Linked DNA regions of Mus musculus: region 1 is linked to region 2. A link is a contact called in public promoter capture Hi-C data. All regions are on one chromosome and are shown on one strand. Each heading gives the region's core, a stretch centred on a gene start, on an enhancer-like site or on the middle of the called end of the contact. The rest is flanking DNA. Distances are from core to core; before and after follow the strand shown. Region 1 holds the start of Eri2 (exoribonuclease 2). Region 2 overlaps Vps35l (VPS35 endosomal protein sorting factor like).

The links. Promoter capture Hi-C pulls out the DNA fragments that hold promoters and counts their contacts.
Region 1: a contact with region 2 is called in a promoter capture Hi-C map of hippocampal neurons, with 3 times the contacts expected there. The contact joins the promoter of Eri2 here to the enhancer-like site in region 2. A contact is called at or near these places in 7 of 39 promoter capture datasets (the 3T3-L1 cell line, the C10 cell line, hippocampal neurons and 3 more) and 1 of 115 datasets of contacts at active chromatin or transcription factors (large pre-B cells).

The regions. Positions count from the first base shown.
Region 1 is chr7:119,792,280-119,795,784 of GRCm38.p6, forward strand. Eri2 (exoribonuclease 2) reads right to left here and starts at 1,779. Exons shown (of 9, transcript NM_027698.5): 1 at 1,639-1,779; 2 at 152-219; 3 at 1-69. The coding sequence starts at 1,661. It overlaps Rexo5 (RNA exonuclease 5), which reads left to right and starts at 1,843. Exons shown (of 20, transcript NM_001370778.1): 1 at 1,843-1,932; 2 at 2,097-2,223. The coding sequence starts at 2,101.
Region 2 is chr7:118,776,248-118,779,329 of GRCm38.p6, forward strand. The region is part of intron 12 of Vps35l (VPS35 endosomal protein sorting factor like); the gene reads left to right. Among named protein-coding and RNA genes, the nearest start is that of Vps35l, 38 kb to the left of the region's middle. Within about 2 kb of position 1,569, at least 45 of the 459 cell types and tissues checked have an H3K27ac peak or open chromatin away from gene starts, as enhancers often do. A contact at or near this core is called in hippocampal neurons, where this site is marked.

The DNA.
Region 1 (3,505 bases), core at 529-3,028, 1.0 Mb after region 2:
TGTGGTGCTTCCCATCATTCCAGCAGGTAGACTCAAAGTCAACGACAATTAAGTAGGCATACAACTGTTCTGCAAAAGACCACAGTGTTCTTAGGTTCCGACGATGTTCCAAGGGCAAGGCTTCAAACTGTAACGTAAGCGTGGGACTTACTCAATCTGCTCCCTCCTGGATTTCCACTTGCTGGTGTAACTGACTTTCTCCTAATTAATCCAAGCCGCCTAAAAATGCAAGACACAGGAAGATCAATAAACTCATTTACACTGCAGTTAGAATATGATATTAAAGTAATAGCCCCAAACAGATGGCAAAATCATCTCTAATGTACGGTAAGTGGAGCTGGGTGTGAGGGCCCCACACCTGGAGGCTCAGCAGTCAGCAGGCCACGGCCAAACTGAACTGAGGGACAGCTTACAGCACACAGCAGGACCCTGCCTCAAACAACAGCTGCATACTGACTGAAGGAAAGGAGGGCTAGACTTTAAAAGTCCTAGGTCCTTGTGCGAATGGCCATCCTCTCTTGAGTTTAGTGTCCATTTTACCTGAGCGGGCTTCACAAACACTACTCTTACCTGTTCACGTTTTATAGTAGTACCGAGGAATTGACTATAAAGATGTATTTTTCAAGCCTTTGCTATGTACCAAGGGGATGATGCCTGTGCTTAAACTCTAAAAATGGAGGGGAGAAAGATTACCAGAGTACTACTGAAAGGTAATCTATGATTAAAAACAAAAACAAAAACAAAACAAACAAACCTCCCAACAGCAATACACTGCAGTCCAAAGAAGGGAAGATCCCAAATGATGACGAATACAACTTTAAGTAGACAGACACCTGGAATAGTTATTTTGGCTATTTGAAAAAGACAAGACGTGAGGCCAATGTAGGGATTTGGAATGAAAAACTAACATTTACTAGTCACTTCTTCAGCAAATATTTAATTAGGATGGTGACTTCTTTTAAACAATTCTAGGTGGTAGACATGTCTGCAACCTGTATTTTATGCAAGAGAAAAGTAAATGATTTGCCTAAAGATGGCCATAGTATGTTAACCTTTGACAGGACTTTTCACGCTTGAATCCTATGCTATTCATTAATACATCAGATAGGGGTTTTGTTTTGAATCTGGTTTTGTTGTTGTTTTGAGACAGTCTCACTATTTAGCCATCGCCTGCTTGAACATCACCATGAGGACCAGGCTGGCCTCCAACTTTCCATGCTGGTATTGTAGGTCCATTCCACTATGCCTGGTAAGTTTGATACTGTGTCCACAATCTCAACAAATGTGTACAACGCATCCAAAAATCTGTGCACAGCATATTCCCCCCCACCCCCCCCCAAAAAACCTGAGAGAGTCTGTGGTAATTCTGACAATAAAACTGGACTAGGCAGGTCACTTGGGCGCAGTGGCACCTGCCTGAGAACAGTGTGCAGAGCTGTCACGTTCCAGGTCCCAGGGGTCTAGAATGAACAGACCTGATAGAGCATGCCACGGTAGGGAGGACCCGGGGTTTCTCGGGCTCCTCCAACTTGTCGCGAATGGCGACGTGGGGCCCGAGAAGACCAGGGCCCTTTTCAGATCCAGACCAAACGACTGCGGATGAACACCGCCCACCCTAAGGGGAACCCCCTAACGTACCGCGCCAGTCTCTTGGTCGCCATCCCCGGACCCTGGGTTTCGCAGAGTTCAACGGCCGGAAGTCGGACGCCCCCACTTCCGGTCTGTTTAAACGCCGGCGCGGCAAGGGAAGCGGGCGCTTGTAGAGCGGCGGCGGCCGTCGCCAGCGGTTTGTGGGCGTTGCATAGGGGGCGGTTCGGGACCCGGGGGCGTGGACAGAGGCTTGAGGACCGGGAGCCCCTCGCTCTGCGCACGACGCGCCTCAGGGAGCGCTTTAAACTTCGCGACGGCTTAAATTGAGGAAAGGAGGCGTAGGTCTGTGGCCTTTTTTGCGAGGGCCAAGAGTGGTAAACTGGTTTGAGCCGCTTCAAGAGACAAACCAACCGTCACTCCTGTCTAGCGCTTTGCTGGAGAGAGGCCGCGACACGGTTTCCTGGTCGCCGCGGGGTCCTCAGCTCCAGCTGATCTTTCCCCTACAGCCTGATGGAGCAAGAGAAGGAGGAGGCGAACTCCAGGAAGAGGAAGGAGGCCCCGAACTCCTCGGCCTCGGCTACAGAGCGGGATGGACCTCCTTCGCATATTCAGGACCGCGAGCCACAAGCCAAGGTGAGCAGAGGAGAGAGCCCAGCAGGCTGGCCCGAAGTCACTTGTGGCTGGGAGTCACTTTCGCCAGCACCCGAAGGGTCCCTGCCGAAGGGTAAGGGCTCACCCACTGACCTCACTCAACTCTGCTCCCTTGGTTGTACCACCTCGTCCAGGCTCTCTCCATAGTTTAAAACTGACTTAGTGTCTGGTACACAGAATATTCATTTAACAAACATTTATTAAGATCCGTATAACAAAATATTTCAGGAATATCCATGCACACCTAAACAGGATTCTCTTGTTTTTATACAATATTTATGAAGAAGTAAAAATGAATGGTCATTTTGATGGGGAATTTATCCTGGGGAAATGATTAGATGGAGGAATGATACCAGTAATAAGAATGTTTGCCCTAGTATTTGTATTTTTAAATGTTTCATCGAAAAGAGAATTTTAAATATAAAATTTTCATTACATATTTAAAAATGCACTTAGCCTGAACCATTTTCTCATGTTAAAGTTGTGGTTATATAACTGACTGATAGGGAAAAATATAGATTAGGGTGGGGATGGTTAGAAAGCAGATGGATGTTTGTAAAGTCCCCTGGGTTGGAAACGGTAGTCCAGAGATTAAAAAGCTTGATCTTCGGAGGCTGCATTCCCGCTGTGGCTTTTAAACCTCTTTCTTCATTTCTTTGTTGTAAAATGGGAGTATGGTGATCCCCACTTAAAAGTTCTAAGAAATGATGTAGTACAAAGAAATTTCTCAAAACTGTGTGGCTAAGAGTCAGCAGTGTGGCTCAGTAATAGAGGACTTGCCTTGCATGTGCCCAGAATTCAGTCCCTAGAACAGAAACTCAAAAAAGTGGTTAATAGTAAATACCTAACCTTAGCTCAAGGCCATTGTATAAGTTAGGGTCTCTATTGCTGTGATAAAACACCATGACCTCATAACCAAAATCATCTTGTCTAGGGATGGGTTTATCTCAGCTCTCATAGCCAGATCACAGTCCTATTCACAATTCTTCACTAGAATTCAGGTCAAGAGCCAGGAGGCAGTAACTGATACAGAGGCCAGGAAGGGAGGAGGACTGCCTACCACTTTGCTCCTCAGGACTTGCTCAGTCTTCCTTCTTTCTTTCTTCCTTCCTTTCTTTCTTTCTTTCTTTCTTTCTTTCTTTCTTTCTTTCTTTCTTTCTTAATATTTTTTATTAGGTATTTTCCTCATTTACATTTCCAATGCTATCCCAAAAGTCCCCCATATCCTCCCCCCACACTCCCCTACCCATCCACTCCCACTTTT
Region 2 (3,082 bases), core at 319-2,818:
CAGATTGCCTAGCAGGCGCTCTGTAGGGTCAGTGCAGACTCCCATCCTGGAGGATGCTTCCCCAGGGAAGGGAAAGGCGCCTCAGAGCACCTGCTCCTTCTCTGGAACAGGTGAGGGCCAGTGTGCGTTTCTGCTTGAAATCTGGGGTGGGTTTTAAACCCAGGAATATCAGAGCTAACCATTTGTGTCTATTGAAGCTTGACTCCTCATCCTGAGTCAGAGCTTGATGGTGGTTTCCTGTATGTAAATAAAACACCATTTCCCTGGGGAGACGCCCAAGGATATCCTTGTTTTCATATTCGCGCTCCATTGCCTTTCACCTCACCGATTTTGGCAAATTCTCTCCATTTGATTGGCCTCTGTTGGAAAATAGAATCACACTAAGGATGTTGCATCTACTTAATAAAGAGCAGCCAGCAAAGAAACATATGTTCCTTGTAAGCCTGAGGTCAGAAGCAGGCCACGTGAGCAGGGGACGGATAGTGTCCCTGCCCCAAGAGGCTGAGGGAGCGCTACTGTGTTGGTAACATCATGTTACCTATACAGGAGCTGTAGAAGACGCCTCCTCTTTGAGCAGCTGATAAGTGTTTGGACAAAAAGAATTGAGGGCTGACGAGGCAGAGTGCTAGCAGGTGCAAGATCCTGGGTTCAGTCCTGAGTTTGGGGGTGCACATCTGTAAGGATGCTTTCGGTTGTAAGTGGCAGGAACCTCCTTCAGACTATTGGCTTGTGCGGTAGTTAATCTTGCTTTGATTGAGAGATGTCTGAACAGCGAAGCACACATCTGAGTGCGTCTATGAAGGTTTTTCTAAGGACAGATTATTAGGGGCTCTGACCTGAGGTGTGACGTGAATTAGTCACTGATGGATGCCACTATGATGGTGGTCCTGGGAAGGGGTGGAAGCAGAGGTAGGGCTTGGTGGAGGGAGTAGGCCATCGTGCACTCTGGGAGCTGTGTCTTACCCTGGCTCCTTCCCTTCCTCATCCCTCTTTCTCCTGCCTCTCATGTGTGAGAGCCTCCCTCCATCACACACTCCCATTCCCATGGTGTCCTGTCCTTACACATGGGATCAAGTGACCCTGGATTGAACATTCTGAAACTGAGTGAAGATAGTTCTTTCTTCTTTGAAGTTGTCTTCTCAGGTATTGATAGCAGTAACTGATAGAAAACTGTCTGAAAAGTGGAGAGGGAATGAAAAAGAAAGAAAGGAAAGGACACGACTGTCTCGGGAAAAGGCTTCTTGTAGCTGTGTGGGAGAGCATAGCCAGGGGCAGGGACGTCTGGGAGAGTACAGAGTGGACATGACCCTGAGCCATGTCGGGAGAAGGCAGGAAGGAAGAGGAGAGAGGGGAGCCAGGTACAGCAGCCAGGACGCTCAAAGGTTGGATTGTATAGGGAAGAGCAGTCCAGTCCCTGGGCTGAAGAGTTCAGGGTAAATGGCTCGGTGTGCCAGCCCAGGAAGGACCCAGTAACCAGTAGGACTGAGGGATGCTGGGAGAGCCTGGCGTGAGGCCGACTTCCTAGCTGCTGCTTTGGCTTGATTAGCAGAGATAAAAAAGGGAACAAAAGCAGTGAGTGGGTGAGCCTGAAATTGTTTATAGTGGGAGGTTGGGGAGCCCCTCCTCCAACTCCAGCCCCTTCAGCTCCTCTCTTCTGCCTGCCCACTGGGCCAGCCTACCCTGTCACCTAATGTAGCTCCTCTCTTCTGCCTGCCCACTGGGCCAGCCTACCCTGTCACCTAATGTACTTATTAAGTAGAAGGGAAGACAACAGAATCAGAACCAGTGGGACAGTTGTTAGCTAGGTGGTTGTCCTTGGACATTCCCCAGAGGCCTTCGAGCTGCTCTGGGAACGTAAGCCCCTGGCGAGTCTCACAGTTCTGCCTAAAGGATGGTTGATGTCCTTAGAACAGCATACTTACTGTAATCCCCGGGACCTAGTGACTGGGAGAACTCTGTCCCCATTGGAGGAGCCCAGATAATAGCTTCCTGTAGGAACTCTTGTCAAGTTGGGCAACAGTTTGGACCTGAGTCTGCCAAGAGGGGGCTGGTGTAGGAGACATCATGGCGTCCAATGCTTGTTCCCTGGGGTAGTGCATACCTTCCCTTTCCTTCCAGCTCTGGGGCTCCGACTCCCCATAAGGGAGTTCTCTTTAGCTAAAAGGTTTAAAATTTTTCTGTCATATTAAAAAAAAAGCACTCTCTTCTTTGCCTTATGAGTCTTGCCTCAAACTTTAAAACCCAGGCTGTTGTTTACTGAATCCTGGAGCCAATAATCACTATATAGCCTTGGCTAGCCTGGAATTTCCTATGTAGACCAGGCTGTCCAGGAACTCATAGAGACCCACCTGCCTTCTCTTCTGATTGCTGAGACTAAAGCTCTATGGCATCATGCCTGCCCTGGATGACAGCTTTAAGAAATAATTACTATTATATTCCCCTAGTGTGTGTAGGCCTGCCATGGAGTCTGACTTCTCTCTACCGTGTGGGTTCCAGGAATGTACTCAGATTGTTAGTTTTGGTGACAGGCGCCCTTCCCAGCTGAACCATCTGTCCAGACAGATGGTGACGTTTGTGTTCTTTGTATTTGTCCTATTAGAGCCGTGTCAAACACATGACTGCCTGACTAGCAAAGAACGAGTCTGCATTGCTTTTAGCGATGATGTAGAAGCTGGCTGTCTTTTACATTGTAAGCTTTGGGGACTTCAGGAGGATGTTGTGAGCTGAACCCTGGGCCTTGTATGTGCCCAGCACATGGACCACCACCACCACCATGTTCCTTCCCCCTACCATGGTCCTGCTTCATCTAATAAACGTATCCACAAGTGTTGTCTGTCTTGTGTGTATGAAATGGAGAGAATGGTGTTTTCACCATCCGAGGACCGCAGCCTTCCTTTGTACTGTATTGATTTGTTCTCTGGGTGGTTTGTTCAGGAATATATTCATTGCTCTTGGGAAATTCAAAGATGATCCCAACTACCCCTTTCCCGTTAAAAATAGCTTCTGCAGTTTTTCTTATAAAATGAATACATGTTTATTGAGTGGGGAAACAGATCAGCAGAATGGAGTGGGCTTCTCCTCT